2 separate regions of the Salmo salar genome follow, and region 2 is linked to region 1. A link is a contact called in public Hi-C data. All regions are on one chromosome and are shown on one strand. The core of a region is the stretch at or near the end of the contact, and the rest is flanking DNA. Distances in the headings are between cores, read along the strand shown.

Region 1 (7,494 bases), core at 2,933-5,432:
AGAAAAATAAGTCTCTTCAAACATTGTTTTCACGGATGAAAAATAATTCCTACTTTGAAATTACATTCACAATCAAAGTTGACATGCAAGCTTTCACAATATGCAAGAGCTAGTGCTCCACCTTGTAGAAAAATCTACTCTGCTCCTCTAGCTGCTATTCATGAACCTCACGAGGAACTCATAACAGGTAAGAAAAGCTAAATCATTGTGAACACTACACACATTTTCCCTCTCCTGGAGGGAAAGCGCTTTCTCCAACTTCATGAATAAAGAATTGTTTTCTTGGCACGGCTGAGGAGCGATGTCATGCAAATGAATGTGCCTGGCGACGATCAATAATTGATGTATTAAAGCCCCTTGTCTCGTCAAGGCTGGAATGAGTCTATCTGCTTAGTATTGGCTAGTTGTATAAGGACCAACTACTGCTGCTAAGTTAATTCATCAAGTAGGAATCTAATTCCAAGACCTGAAAAAAATGTGTTTGCTAGTCTACCACAGTATGCTGTTGTTGTAGGTCTACTGGCATTGAAATGATTCAAACCTTAAACATTTACAGAGAAACCATACTGATGCTGGATGATTCGTGTTGAGCTATTCCTCTGCTGTGTGGTGTGTGTTATTTCCAAAATGACTTTCAGTAGAACATAACAATGTAGCAGTCTGTCTGATGACCTTGTAGGCTTCCAGAGTAAAAGGATTGCTCTTGCCCAAAGGGAGGCTGCATGGAAATACTGGCTGAAGCAGTGTGTGCACATTTTGACCATAAGCTGGATGTCAGGTACCTCAGGCTGATTTAGGTTCAAACAAGAAACCCCTTCCGCTACTAAGGGCTCTATTCAATCTGTATCGAGATAGAAATGAAAAGTTAATTTCAGATGGAGCCGGCATATGCAGCGTTTACCATGCTGAACGTCCACTATACAGATGAAATAGAACTATTGATCATCCTTGAGATATTTCTACAACTTGATAGGAGTCCACCTGTGGTGAATTATATTGATTGGACATGATTTGAAAAGGCACACACCTGTCTATATAAGGTCCCACAGTTGACAGTGTATGTCATAGCAAAAACCAAGCCATGAGGTCAAAGGAATTGTCTGTAGAGCTCAGAGACAGGACTGTGTCGAAGCACAGATCCGGGGAAGGGTACCAAAAAATGTCTGCAGCATTGAAGGTCCCCAAGAACACAGTGGCCTCCATCATTCTTAAACGGAAGAAGTTTGGAACCATCAAGACTCTTCCTAGAGCTGGCCGCCCGGCCAAACTGAGCAATCGGGGGCGAAGGGCCTTGGTCAGTTAGGTGGCCCTGACAGAGTTCCAGAGTTCCTCTGTGGAGATGGGAGAACCTTCCAGAAGGACAACCATCTCTGCAGCACTCCACCAATCAGGCCTTTATGGTAGAGTGGCCAGACGGAAGCCACTCCTCAGTAAAAGGCACCTAAAAGACTCTCAGACCATGAGAAACAAGATTCTCTGGTCTGATGAAATCAAGATTGAACTCTTTGGCCTGAATGCCAATCGTCACGTCTGGAGGAAACCTGGCACCATCCCTACGGTGAAGCATGGTGGTGGCAGCATCATGCTGTGGGGATGTTTTTCAGTGGCAGGGGCTGGGAGACTAGTCTGGATCGAGCAAAGTACAGAGAGATCCTTGATTAAAACCTTCTCCAGAGAACACAGGACCTCAGAGTGGGGCGAAGGTTCACCTTCCAACAGGACAACGACCCTAAGCACACAGCCAAGACAACACAGGAGTGGCTTCGGGACAAGTCTCTGAATGTCCTTGAGTGGCCCTGCCAGAGCCTGGACTTGAACCCGATCCAACATCTCTGGAGAGACCTGAAAATATCTGTGCAGTGACACAAGAAGCCTTAAGGCTGTAATCACTGCCAAAGGTGTTTCAAGAAAGTGCTGTGTAAAGGGTCTGAATACTTATGTAAATGTGATATTTTAATAAATGTTTTATATTTATACGTTTGCAAGTAGGCAGTAGGCAATAATTTCCTTTCTTTTTCGGCATCAGACATGACTAACTCTCACTTGAAACATCGTTTTTGTATTTAACAGGCTAAATTACACTATGTTAACATATGAACCCAACGTGATCTCTTCTCCCCGGGCGCCGAAGACGGGGATGTCGATTAAGGCAGCCCTCCGCACCTCTCTGATTCAGAGGTGTTGGGTTAAATGCGGAAGACACGTTTCAGTTGAATGCATTCAGTTGTACAACTGACTAGGTATCCCCTTTTCCCTTTCCTTTTTCTTGCAATTTGTAGTCTATGACATTTCAGATTTAAATCATAATTTTTCACAAAGTAATTTTTATGTATAGAAATACTTTTTCAAAGTAACTTTAGTTAAGTAAACTATATTTTTCTCAATGGTAGCTTAACTTCTTTCTGTGTAAAGTAATTGAACGCTTGGTAAACTGTATTTTCAGTATAGCTTTCCTGCCACTACACAGTGGACATAGTGTTATACAGGATCTCCCACATACCATATCTTTTGTATTTTTCCACATCAACTGTCACCGTCCTGCCCATCCTTTCTCAAAATATGCAGGCAATAATACAAAGGAATTCCTATTGTTTTAAACTTTGTCATGAGCGCAGACTGGGTGCATTTAGGTCTAGTGTGAGGTGAGTTTGGTATAAAAAAGAAATTATCTGTGATTATAGCCAATAGTACCTATAGCAAAGAGGTAGGTTGACTACAGTTCCTAATGGAAAAAAGTATGTTAAATGCTATTGTGCGAACAATGCAATGCATGTTGATTGAATATTGTCTTACAATCTCTGTTATGCATATTGAAGTCAAAATGCATAACATTTTCCGTACACACATTACCACATGCCTCTCCTCTCTAGTGATTTAAGAACTGTACAAAATAAATATCTTTCTAGCATCACTTTCATTTTAATAGCTGGAGCACCAGCCGTAATAGAGCTCAGATTAATGAGAGCATTCTGAGGGGTGAACAAACATCAGGGGAACATTACCACGAGATTGCCAGGGATATTTGACCATTTATAAGAAGGGGAAGTATTTTTAAGAGAGTTGGAAGGAGCGTGTTCGATTGGATGTGATTAGGATTGTTGTCAGGGGAAATATCCTGTGTATTCCCACCTAATTACCTTTTCTATAGATTTATTTAGGCTGTTATGGGCAGTCAGTGCATAGGATAGTAATCGGCTACAGATTATGCATCTGAGGGGTAGAGGAGCGGTAGTACATTTTAAACATGTTTAAGTTTTTAGGCTCTTCTGAGGTCCCTATGGGTTATTCTGGGCCCCTCCCCTGCCACAGAATATCACAATAGGAAACCACTATAATGGCAACCTATGAAGAAGGAGGGAAAAATAACTCCTAGTGAAGCTTATCGCATGACCTCCACACAAATGCCTGGCTACCTCTACTGCTGTAAGTACTACCAGTATGGTTAGGGGTATGACTACCTCTACTGCTGTAAGTACTACCAGTATGGTTAGGGGTATGACTACCTCTACTGCTGTAAGTACTACCAGTATGGTTAGGGGTATGACTACCTCTACTGCTGTAAGTACTACCAGTATGGTTAGGGGTATGACTACCTCTACTGCTGTAAGTACTACCAGTATGGTTAGGGGTATGACTACCTCTACTGCTGTAAGTACTACCAGTATGGTTTGGGGTATGACTACCTCTACTGCTGTAAGTACTACCAGTATGGTTAGGGGTATGACTACCTCTACTGCTGTAAGTTCTACCAGTATGGTTAGGGGTATGACTACCTCTACTGCTGTAAGTACTACCAGTATGGGTAGTGGTCTGACTACCTCTACTGCTGTAAGTACTACCAGTATGGTTAGGGGTATGACTACCTCTACTGCTGTAAGTACTACCAGTATGGTTAGGGGTATGACTACCTCTACTGCTGTAAGTACGACCAGTATTGTTAGGGGTATGACTACCTCTACTGCTGTAAGTACTACCAGTATGGTTAGGGGTATGACTACCTCTACTGCTGTAAGTACTACCAGTATGGTTAGGGGTATGGCTACCTCTACTGCTGTAAGTACTACCAGTATGGGTAGTGGTATGGTAAACCTCTACTGCTGTAAGTACTACCAGTATGGGTAGTGGTATGGCTACCTCTACTGCTGTAAGTACTACCAGTATGGTTAGGGGTATGGCTAGCTCTACTGCTATAAATCCCATTTATTACTAGTTTGGGGTTAGGATTAGGGTTATGGCTATCTCTACTGCTGTAAATACAATGTATTACTAGTTTGTGTTAGGATTGGGGTTATGGCTAGCTCTACTGCTGTAAATAGTAGGCCTAGTATTACCAGTCAAGGGTTAGGGTTAAGGCTTGGCTGTGTGTGCGTGTGCACGTATGTCCATGTGTTTATGCTTTTATGTGTGTATTTGTATTATCTCAAGGTTCTCTGTTTACTTCTCACCAAAGTCAATGTAAGGTTAACACTTTTTTTCCCCTTTCTCTGTTTGCCATACTGCTGCTCTTCCAGTTTGACAGCATACATCGCTGCTGATGACAGTATACATTTCCACTTCAACAAAATACCTGCCAGACTGGTTCTTTCTCTTTATATGAAGAAGATGAGGTGGAAAGACATGAGCACAACTCTACAGCAAGTAATTATATTCTGGGAGCTCTTTGCCTTATTGTCCCTCTGTCTGCGCTCATGACATAATTTTTTATAATACTTTGTCTCCATCTAGTGTTCGAGCAGGAGAGCACACATTTTCAATGAAACCATTTCCTGAACTGTTCTCCATACATACTAAACTTTTCAGAGATCAATATGCCCCATGCCATGGTGTTTAAAACAAAACAAAATTATACAAACAAATATATATTGGCTGGTTTAGTCATGTGATTAAGAGGAAGAATCCTACAAATAAGACTGTCTATGCTTCCAGGAGTGATTCCGACTACGCTTGGACCATTCTGGCCGCGCGCTTCTGGGACCGTTCTGGCTACGCTTCCGGGACCGTTCTGGCTACGCTTCCGGGACCGTTCTGGCTACGCTTCCGGGACCGTTCTGGCTACGCTTCCGGGACCGTTCTGGCTACGCTACCAGGACCATTCTGGCTACGCTACCAGGACCATTCTGGCTACACTTTCTGGGCCATTCTGACTATGCTTCTGGGGCCATTCTGGCAACTCTGCCTCTACTCTGTTTAGATGAATTACTAGAAACTGCAGAGTGATAACTGCCACCTCACTGTGCTCATCACGGATTTGGACAACATGCTATTTAAAGGTAATTTAAGATGACATATGCAGGGTTTACTATGAATCTGGTCTCTGCGAGCGAACTCAGGAACTTTGCCTTTAAAAGGTGCATTGCATACATTGCTGATTGGTTAAAAGTCAATTCCACAAGTCACCACCTGCTAAATCTATGATGTTAAAATGCCTATTTACTCTGTTCCATCTGACTGCGCAATCCACCGTCTCATCAGCCCAGCCAGGCAATTTATAAACTTGATCTCCACTATAAAAAACTTCTAGACATTATCTCACATTTACTAAAGATTTTCATTTAGTTTTCAACAGTGGAGATTTGTAATAACCTTGCTGTCTGTCTCTCCGACATTTGCAACATTGTTTCAATATTAAAATTGGATCTCCAGCTGTCCTATAGTAAGGAACGTGTCGGGAGTCAGGACGAGACAGACAGACAGACAGGCAGCTTCTCTTAGCCAGTCTTGAATTATGAATCAGCTGGCATCATTTTTATGGATATATACAAAGAAATATAAATTGAAAAAAGGTACCGCGAAATGAAGTAGTGCTAGTGTGCAGTCTTTCCAGCTTCAGTTTGAAGTGATTGTGTTAGCTGTGTTGGCTAGCTCCTGTGAACAAAAGTATCCTGATGAGAGAGCACATTTTCTATGCCAGGCTAAATTGTGCCTCATTAGCTCATTGTTATGGATGTATCCAAATAAATGTCACTAGAAAACAGTTTAAACAAATGCAAATGCAGCTACTGTTATTCTGGCTGCACTGTTTGATGTGCTGTAAATTAGCTGTAGTTGACTAGCTAGCAAGCAAGGGATAAGAACGTTGCCAGCTAGTATGACAATGGAACATTTAGAACGGACAACTGGGTCGCGTCCATAGATACAGAACAAAAAGACTGAACGACTGGTTCGCATCTCTGGCAACCGAATCGATAGAACAACCAGCCGGCTTGGGTAACAACCCTAGATTTGTGTCGGGACTATATCTTGTGGAAGGGTGAAATAGTATGAATAAATTCAGCAAAATAACGTTTTTAATTAAATTATGTATATCATTATTTGAATATGTTGGTTAACCCTTTGTATGCCCTCAATATTTTGGCACGGTTTGCTGGCCCTGGACTTCGTCTTGGGCCTAACAACACCCGTGCCAATATATCCTCCAAACACCGGCTTCTCGGGCATTATCACTTAATTATTCTATCAGCATTGTGCAATGGGGATAACAGTTCTAACTACATATAGTACAACAACAATTTTTTTTTTTTAAATAATGAAATGTATGCATTCACTACTGTAAGTCGCTCTGGATAAGAGCGTCTGCTAAATGACTAAAATGTAAATGTAAATATAATAGATAATCTTTGCTATATTACAAAGCATCATGCCCCTAAGCCCGACATCCACCTGGCACAGGAAGATTTAAGTGTCCTCCCCAAGTCCCTCCCCAATAGTACCCGCAAAACACAAGTCTCAACGTCAACAGTGAAGAGGCGACTCCGGAATGCTGGCCTTCTAGGCAGAGTTGCAAAGATAAAAAGCCATATCTCTGATTGGTCAATAAAAAGAAAAGATTAAGATGGGCAAAAGAACACAGACACTGGACAGGGGAACTCTGCCTAGAAGGCCAGCATCCCGGAGTCGCCTCTTCACTGTTGACGTTGAGACTGGTGTTTTGCGGGTACTATTTAATGAAACTGCCAGTTGAGGTCTTGTGAGGCGTCTGTTTCTCAAACTAGACTCTCTAATGTACTTGTCCTCTTGCTCAGTTGTGCACCAGGGCCTCCCACACCTCTTTCTATTCTGGTCAGAGACAGTTTGCACTGTTCTGTGAAGGGAGTAGTACACAGCGCTGTATGAGATCTTCAGTTTCTTGGCAATTTCTCGCATGGAATAGCCTTCATTTCTCAGGACAAGAATAGACTGACGAGTTTCAGAAGAAAGGTTTTTGTTTCTGGCCATTTTGAGCCTGTAATTGAACCCACAAATGCTGATGCTCCAGATACTCAACTAGTCTAAAGAAGGAGTTTTATTGCTTCTTTAATCAGGACAACAGTTTTCAGCTGTGCTAACATAATCGCAAAAGGGTTTTCTAATGATCAATAAGCCTTTTAAAATGATAAACTTGGATTAGCTAACACAACGTGCCATTGGAACACAGGAGTGATTGTTGTTGATAATGGGCCTCTGTATGCCTATGTAGATATTCCATAAAAAAATCTGCAGATTTCAGCTACAATA
Region 2 (7,494 bases), core at 3,478-5,977, 100 kb before region 1:
GGTACTTGAATTAATATGAGAGGAGAATAGATGATGATCAAATATGTTTTATGAAATATATTACAAAAAATGTGTTGGTCTTGCAAATTATTTTCCTATCAGACTACAGTTTTATTTTCTCACATGTTTCATGCTGTGGATACCAGGCGAGCTCGCGCATTCCATCCACACTGCCACTCAGCCAGGCAGGTACAGCACTGACTGATTAGGCGCCGCCAAACGTTACATCGATGGCTAATATGCTGGGCAAATTTAGATTCAACCCTGTCTTGTGCATATGGAAAATATTGTATTTTATTTCAGCTCATGAAACGCTACTTGTTTTATATTTTTGTTCAGTGTAGTTTTATCTACTTTTTTTACCACTACATCACTGGACCCAAGGTGAAAAAAATGAGTCAGACATTGAAAGCATGGGTGAGTTGGCCCTGAAGAGCCACATGAAGGGGAAAAGACCAACGCTGCATCTTGCGCTGGCGGCAGTTCTGCATGTGACTTTCTTTTTCTATGCATCAACCTCTAGAGCTTTTTTGCCAAATGCCTCATTCATGGGTGCCTACGATATTGCGCTTTATCACGTGTCAGCCATGCTCCTGCCATTGACGTTCTGTTTTCCTCACGCAGCCCACCTGACCGGCAACACTTAAGCTGCCAGTCGGAAGCAGGATGCTTTTTTGTAGCTATTAAGTAGTAGATTCCCAAATGCCCAATAAAGTCATTATGCTGGACTTGTATAGAAATGTGAATAGGAAATGTGTTCACCAGTAGGCAAAATCATCATTACTGACTTACCACTCATGGTAGTGAAACATATTATTGAGTACAACTTGTAAGGTAGTGATGAATACTACGTTTTTTTCCCCCATGAGGCTACTGCCAGCTGGTGGCAACTAGAAACAATTTCACAGTAATATTACAAACTGATGGGCCTTGAAAATAAATATTAGTGCTTGAAAACGTACGTAAGTCCTTGAATTTGACTTGCCACTGTCTGTACGAACCCCGCTCCAAGCAAAACAGATTTTCACATTTGTTGCCAAACGCATTCAAGGGTACCTTCAAAACTACCAAACCGACAGTCCCATGGTCCCATTCCTGACAGCAGACTGGGCAGACCTATTGACTAATGTCATGAGCAGAGTCTTGAAGAAAGAGGTGACACACTTGGACTCCCTGAAACGCACTGTGACAGAGGATGAGGCCATGGGCCCCTCAAGTTGACATTGGGTTTTCAAAATGTACGGTGCTAAAACAAGTGTCTAGCAAAGTGAGTGAGGGAAGGATGTTTGAGTGACAAAGTGCCTCGGTTGATGCACAAAACCCCAATCAAGTCCAGTTTTGTGACGAAAGGCTACTTATCTTGTCCCACAACAGATGACGAGGAATCCTGAAGCATGCGAGCGCAAATTCAAACGTCTTCTCACACACTTAGTTGACCTGAAGCGTTTTCCTGGGGCATGATGTGACGATGCCCAGAGGCAGTTGAAGTTCTTCATACAGCAGGTGTTGAGACGTCACTGTCTGTTCAGAGTATGATCTGCAGAGAACTGCTCTGGACACCTTTTTCTTTTTAGAGCGTCTGAAGGGTAAAGAAAACAACCGAGACCTCTGGCCAGTAACTCATTGTCCTTGTGTTCTTCCATGGACAGGCCTCGGCAGTCAACTCCGCTCTCACTGTTGTCAAAAAAAAGTAGCAGTCCTCCACAGCACAGACTGGTGTATGACTCTTAGAGAATGTAGGAGGACTAAAGAAAGTCAAAACGCCACCAATGATATCTTTCTGCAAATCAGCAAGGCAGAAATATCAAGACTACCTAGATGCACAGCAGGACCACGAAAAGGGAGAGAACAAGAGATGCCTGGAAAAGGACAACTATTGCAAAAATACATGGAAAAGGTAGCTGCAGAGGTGGAGACCTCAGTCCGGAGAATTCATAATCAAGTTCAACAGTTTCCAAAGTTCAATAGAAGATAAAAAGGCTGAGCTTACTGGACTGTTGTGAGCACTCACTCACTCAATGAGTACGTTTACATGCACATAATAATGTGATAGTGGCTAGATAGTCAGATTTAAAACGTTTACATGCTTTGCAAGAATAACTTTCCATAATCTTGTTTACATGGACACATCTGAAGTCAGGCTACCTGATGGCACGCTGATAAATGCAGACAATCGGCTTTCAAAATAAATGTTCTACCACAGAGTACGTTATTTTTGGGAAGCATATTTGATTGAGTTCGAAGACGATTTTGGTCTGTCCTACAATAAAGTAGTTTTATTGTTGTCATAGTTTAAAACTTACTCAATCATGTTGATCTCATTGACTGTCCTGATCTTTAATGCATAGCTGCATTTTATGGATTTGAGTTCTCCAGCAATTTGTGGCTTCAAATTATTGCTGCTACAGTTTATAAATAAAATGATTAACATAGCACAATATCAATTAAACAATGTTACATAACATCAGTGGTGTAAAAATACTTCAAAGTACTACTTAAGTAGTTTTGTAGTATCTGTACTTTTCTATTTATATTTCTGCCAACTTTTACTTCACTACATTCCTAAATAAAATAATGTACTTTTTACTCCGTACATTTTCCCTGACACCACCTGTTTTGACAGAAATGGTTCAATTCACGCACTTATCAAGAGATCATCCATGGTCATTCCTACTTCCTCTGGTCTGGCGGACTCACGGAACACATGCTTTGTTTGTAAATTATGTCTGAGTGTTGGAGTGTGCCCCTGGCTATTCGTCAATAAAAAATATATTTGTGCCCTCTGGTTTGTTAAGGAATTTGAAATGGATTATACGTTTACTTTTGATGCTTAAATACATTTTAGCAATTCTATTTACTTTTGATACTTAAGTATTTGGTTTTAAGTATACTTAAGGCTTTTACACAAGTAATATTTTACTGGGCGACTTTTACTTGAGTCGTTTTATATTAAGGCATCTTAACTTTTACTCCAGTATGATAATTTGAATACTTTTTCCACGACTAGAAACAATTGCGTAATAGGAACTACTACAAATGTATGGTCCTTAAATAAATATTAGTGCTTAAAAAAGTACTTCAGTCATTGAATTTGACTTGCCACTGTCTGTACAAACCCTGAGTCATTTTGAAGCCTTGTTTGTCCATTGTTTACCTCTTAACTACACCATTCATGTTAAATCCCTCGGTCACCAGTCGAGGCACTAAATTGTTGATATACATTCAGTGACGACAAATTCTTGTTGGCTTCTTTTCCTCTCGTGCAGATATGGAGAGAGAAACCTTGCTTTCACTGTTGCCAGTTTCTCTGGTGATGACAAAGAGGATGTGACTAAGAAGGTGACCAGCGCTGTTGAGAGGGTGACATCTGACTACCACTCCTGTTCCTCCTCAGACGAGGATAGTGGCCTCAGGGAAACCCGTCCTCCCCCTACCTTCCCTCAAAATCGCCATAAATACCAGGTACAACCAGTAACGAACATAGAGGTTGCGTTGCCACAATTTCGTGTTCCATACAGTCTTGTCTGAATACCTCCTTGGTCGGCTCTGACAATGGGGGAAATATAATTGAAATTGACCCCTGTTTTATTGTTCAAAGGTGATCTACCCAGCTACTCCTTTGTGGCGTCCTCCAGTGCCCAAGCAGAAGATGTGGCCAGGTAAAGGATATAATGGACCTCCACGTCCTCCTCACTATAACTTCAGAACCCAAGGTAGACCCACCCAGCCCTTCAGACACAATGACTGGGCCCCACCTGGCCACAGAAGGTGGCACGGATACTGGGGTGTCACTCCAGGCCTGGCTCACTGTTAGGGACCACTGTAGCAAGTGTGCTGTTAGTGTTAGCCTGTTCCAGGTTCCCTGAGCTGTGAAAGGGTGACCACTAGAGCAAGCAATATAGTTATTGTTGGAGGAGAATGAGGGCAAACTAAATTCACTAACATGACTGACCACATTTTAAAAAACTATTTTAGTAGTTTAATAGTCACTCTGGAAACTCTTGAATTTGATAATTTTTTTTGTTTTGATAAGAACATTAACTCTTTGCACTTTAGATCATTTGTAATCGTGTGAGTAAAGGAATCTACAGTTGTAATGGAGAAGGAATATTGGAATTAGTATTTTCATGTATTTTATAGCTATGAAGATATATGTACTGTATTTATATTTGATGGATAATTGTATGTTACCTACTGTACTGTCCATCAGTTATGTTCTAATGAGAATTTCTTTTATTTATTCAGTTTACTCATGAATTGTGCCAACCTCTTAAATTATGAGACATTAAACAATTTTTCAAATCATACTCTGTTGCTGTTTTGATATTTTACTGCAGTGTAATTTGAATGCTTGTTGCCTTCATCCCATAGGCTTACAGTAAACACCATATTATATGCAAATACAATATGTTTGTCTATGGCAGACAAATAATGTACATATTTGTATTACACCTGTTGAATTCAGACGTTCTGATCAAATGTGTGCACTGTCATTATAGACCTACATTGTAAAGCTTTTCACAACTATATTTTAGAGCTTTAGCTTGGTCTTGTTCTGTGTTTCAAAGTTGAACAGTAAATGTACTATTTCTATAACCATTGATTAGAAAGCGGTGTCCTTTCAGTGTTGTGAACGCATGTAATACGGCAGGGGGCGTGAAAGTGTCTTCGGAAACACGACTTGGGTACTGTCCGGAAATCACGTGTCTAGACTCCAGCTCCTATAATGCACCTGCTGAGGCGTAGCGGGATCGGTGAGTTTTGATGCTTCGGGAGAGTGCTCTGGCAGTCGGAAGCACCGCATAACTTTATTTTTCACCTGTGTTTTGAAAGAAAATTATTGGAATAGACCGAAAGGAATGGATTTCACGATACTCCACCTCTGCTGTGTATTGATTAGTCTTATCGCAGGTAAGTTTGACATCCACCGGCTACTTTTTTTTATCCTACATTTTCATAAGCGCGAGCGAAAATGCGAGTGCTGGCGACGAGCACCATGCTAAAAAGTTAAGATGTTTGCGAATAAAACAACGAACTGGTTGTCTGTTCTATTGAATAACATGTCAAATAATTACTTTAGATTATACAATTTGCTTACGAGTGTTTTTACTTATAATATTGAAAATGGCTAGCTAGTTTAGCGTAGTTCTAACTAAGGAATTCAAAATTCTATCAAACTAACTAAATAACACTTGTCAAAATGTGATAACCCAAAAATGATATCCTTGAATTCTGGAGTCCCAAATGTAGGCGCACTGTGCATAAAGTAACGTAGATATTTATTGTTGAAATTACTGGAAATGCGTTTGACTTGAATAACATGTATATGTTTCAACACATGGTTTATTGAACTCACATTATGGATAATATGCTAGAGCAGTTAAATTTTTTGTACTGTAAACATAGTTGCTAAATTGATAGGTTACATCGTGGTGAGATTTTTTTTCCCTACACTCAGCAAAGCATTTTTGAACGCTACCTAGTTGTTTTTGTTTTGCAACTGGTAGTTAACAGTCACACAATAGCCTGATCCGCCTTAAAACCTGTAAAGAGCTTCAAAGTGCTGCGTTTTCTGTCTGCCATCTGCCAAGACAATTTAAACTGTATTCGCCCCTCCCGCGCTAGGCAGGAGTCCGAAGGTCTTAAATGACATGTAGGTGCTTTCTAAACCCAGACAGAAATGAATCTTAATCACATGTTGGTCGCTTACTATCGACTAGATTTATGTCCCTGAAATATATTGTTACTCTATGTGAGTGGGAACTCTCTACAATTACGCCAACAGTAAGTGTAGCCCATTTTGTTTTCTTTAGTCTCATGGATGGAAAACAGGGCCTAATTAGTTTTAATTCACAATCCTTCACCATTTTATTTGTTCAGGTCCATTTTCTCCTGACTGCAAAAAATATCCCACACTTCTGTCACTATTCCTCCCCAAAGTAATATGCCACTACAACACACAATGTCCTGCTTATATGAATCAGTGATGGAAAAAAAGATTGAGGCCATCGACTCATGGCGTGTTCGATGCAGTGGTATCATACACGCTGCTGGAACTGTTGAAATGGGTTTTGGCTCTCACATCATCTAGTTGGGATGGAAATCACCCTCTTATCAGCAGGTCAGGCAATTCAGATGGGTTGTTAACATTGATTACCAATAAAACTAAACAATACAGCTAAAACGTTTGTCAACTGGGATGCACTTTAGACAGTGTGTATTATTGCTAGTGGGGAGCTCACTGCTACAGGGGAATTCAGCACTCCTATTATTATTTGTGTGTCACTTGTAGCTTGTCGCTGTCCTGGAATTTCCACTGAAACCAGCCCCTCCCTCTCTCACCACAGGAGTGAAACTATGATACTGTAGATGGATTGTGTTACTGTTAGTATCAGCCTGTGTTCTGTAGCTCAAAGGTTCCCTGAACTTTTAAAGTGGAGCTGCCACTGCAGATGGAGCCATGGTTAGGGCAATGATATTCCGCTCCACTGGTTACTGATAAACCCCTGCAATAATGAAGTGCTTCGTTTACACAGGCAGGCACAACTCTTTCTGCCGTGTTCAAGCCCTGGCACAGTGAGGGTAATGTTTAAAAGTCTGGTTAGGGGTGTCGTTATACTTGCCCACCAGTACATTTTTCTGTAATGCAATACATTTTTGTACATGAGTAGATTTTTGTACCATAATAATGGCTTCATGGGCTCATCATCTGGAGTGCTGTCAGGCTTATCGTGGCATTCATCTGACATTGCACAGGGCATCCTCTTCACAATGGGGATTCAATGCAACTAGGACATTTCTAGCCTATATGTTAGATTTCATGAAGCTTTCATTATATTATTAGGCTGACCTAAATGCTTCAACAAAAACATTTACAAGCAAATATCACACTATATAAAGCAAAGGATGCCTAGCAGGTTATAGTTAGTTTCTGGAGATGTGATGTAACGGTTTCTTAAAACCGTTCATATAGACTAGCTTTGCCTACTGAAACAAATACGTTTTTACAGGGAGCTCAATGTCAAAGGTGATTCTCCTCTTTCCGAGGCTTGTGTCAAGGCTGTGTCCAAGGCGCTTCTGTATTTGTCATGTCAGAAACATATTCTCTATATCTTCTCCATAGTCCCTGACAGCCCTGTCTAGTCCTGGCTGCATTAAGCAGATGCCAGTAGACATCCTCCAGCCAGTCAGCACTTTTGATGTTTGTTTAAGTTGTGGGGCCTGGATGGTTATTTTCTCTGAAACCTGAGGAGGTCTCCTGTAGAGCCAGCTCTGATCCTCCTCCCCCTTCACCCCTAGCCTACTCTGCCCCCCTTCATCCCTGGCTGTGGACTGGTCAGCGCTGAGTGAAGCTTGGGACCTAGGGTAAGGTAAATGCAGAGAGACTCAAAGTGCAGCAGACCAAGGATGTTGTTACCTGATAAGCTTGCTGCACTCCATGCCCCGCTGGGAGCTCATTGCTAGGATACCTTTTCTAAACATGCAAATCAATAA

Evidence for each region. Hi-C and Micro-C count contacts between places; a contact is called where the count stands out from the background.
Region 2: a Hi-C map of gill shows a contact between it and region 1, with 9 times the contacts expected there. The contact joins the promoter of cxadr here to the enhancer-like site in region 1. A contact is called at or near these places in 2 of 3 Hi-C or Micro-C datasets (gill and muscle).

The regions. Positions count from the first base shown.
Region 1 is chrssa13:79,503,904-79,511,397 of Ssal_v3.1, reverse strand. No RefSeq gene overlaps it. Among protein-coding and RNA genes, the nearest start is that of cxadr, 99 kb to the left of the region's middle. Within about 2 kb of position 4,182, at least 3 of the 13 cell types and tissues checked have an H3K27ac peak or open chromatin away from gene starts, as enhancers often do. A contact at or near this core is called in gill, where this site is marked.
Region 2 is chrssa13:79,604,117-79,611,610 of Ssal_v3.1, reverse strand. cxadr (CXADR Ig-like cell adhesion molecule) reads left to right here and starts at 4,727. Exons shown (of 7, transcript XM_014137876.2): 1 at 4,727-4,911. The coding sequence starts at 4,860. It overlaps btg3 (B-cell translocation gene 3), which reads left to right. Exons shown (of 5, transcript NM_001141217.1): 4 at 3,267-3,462; 5 at 3,599-4,304. The coding sequence ends at 3,814.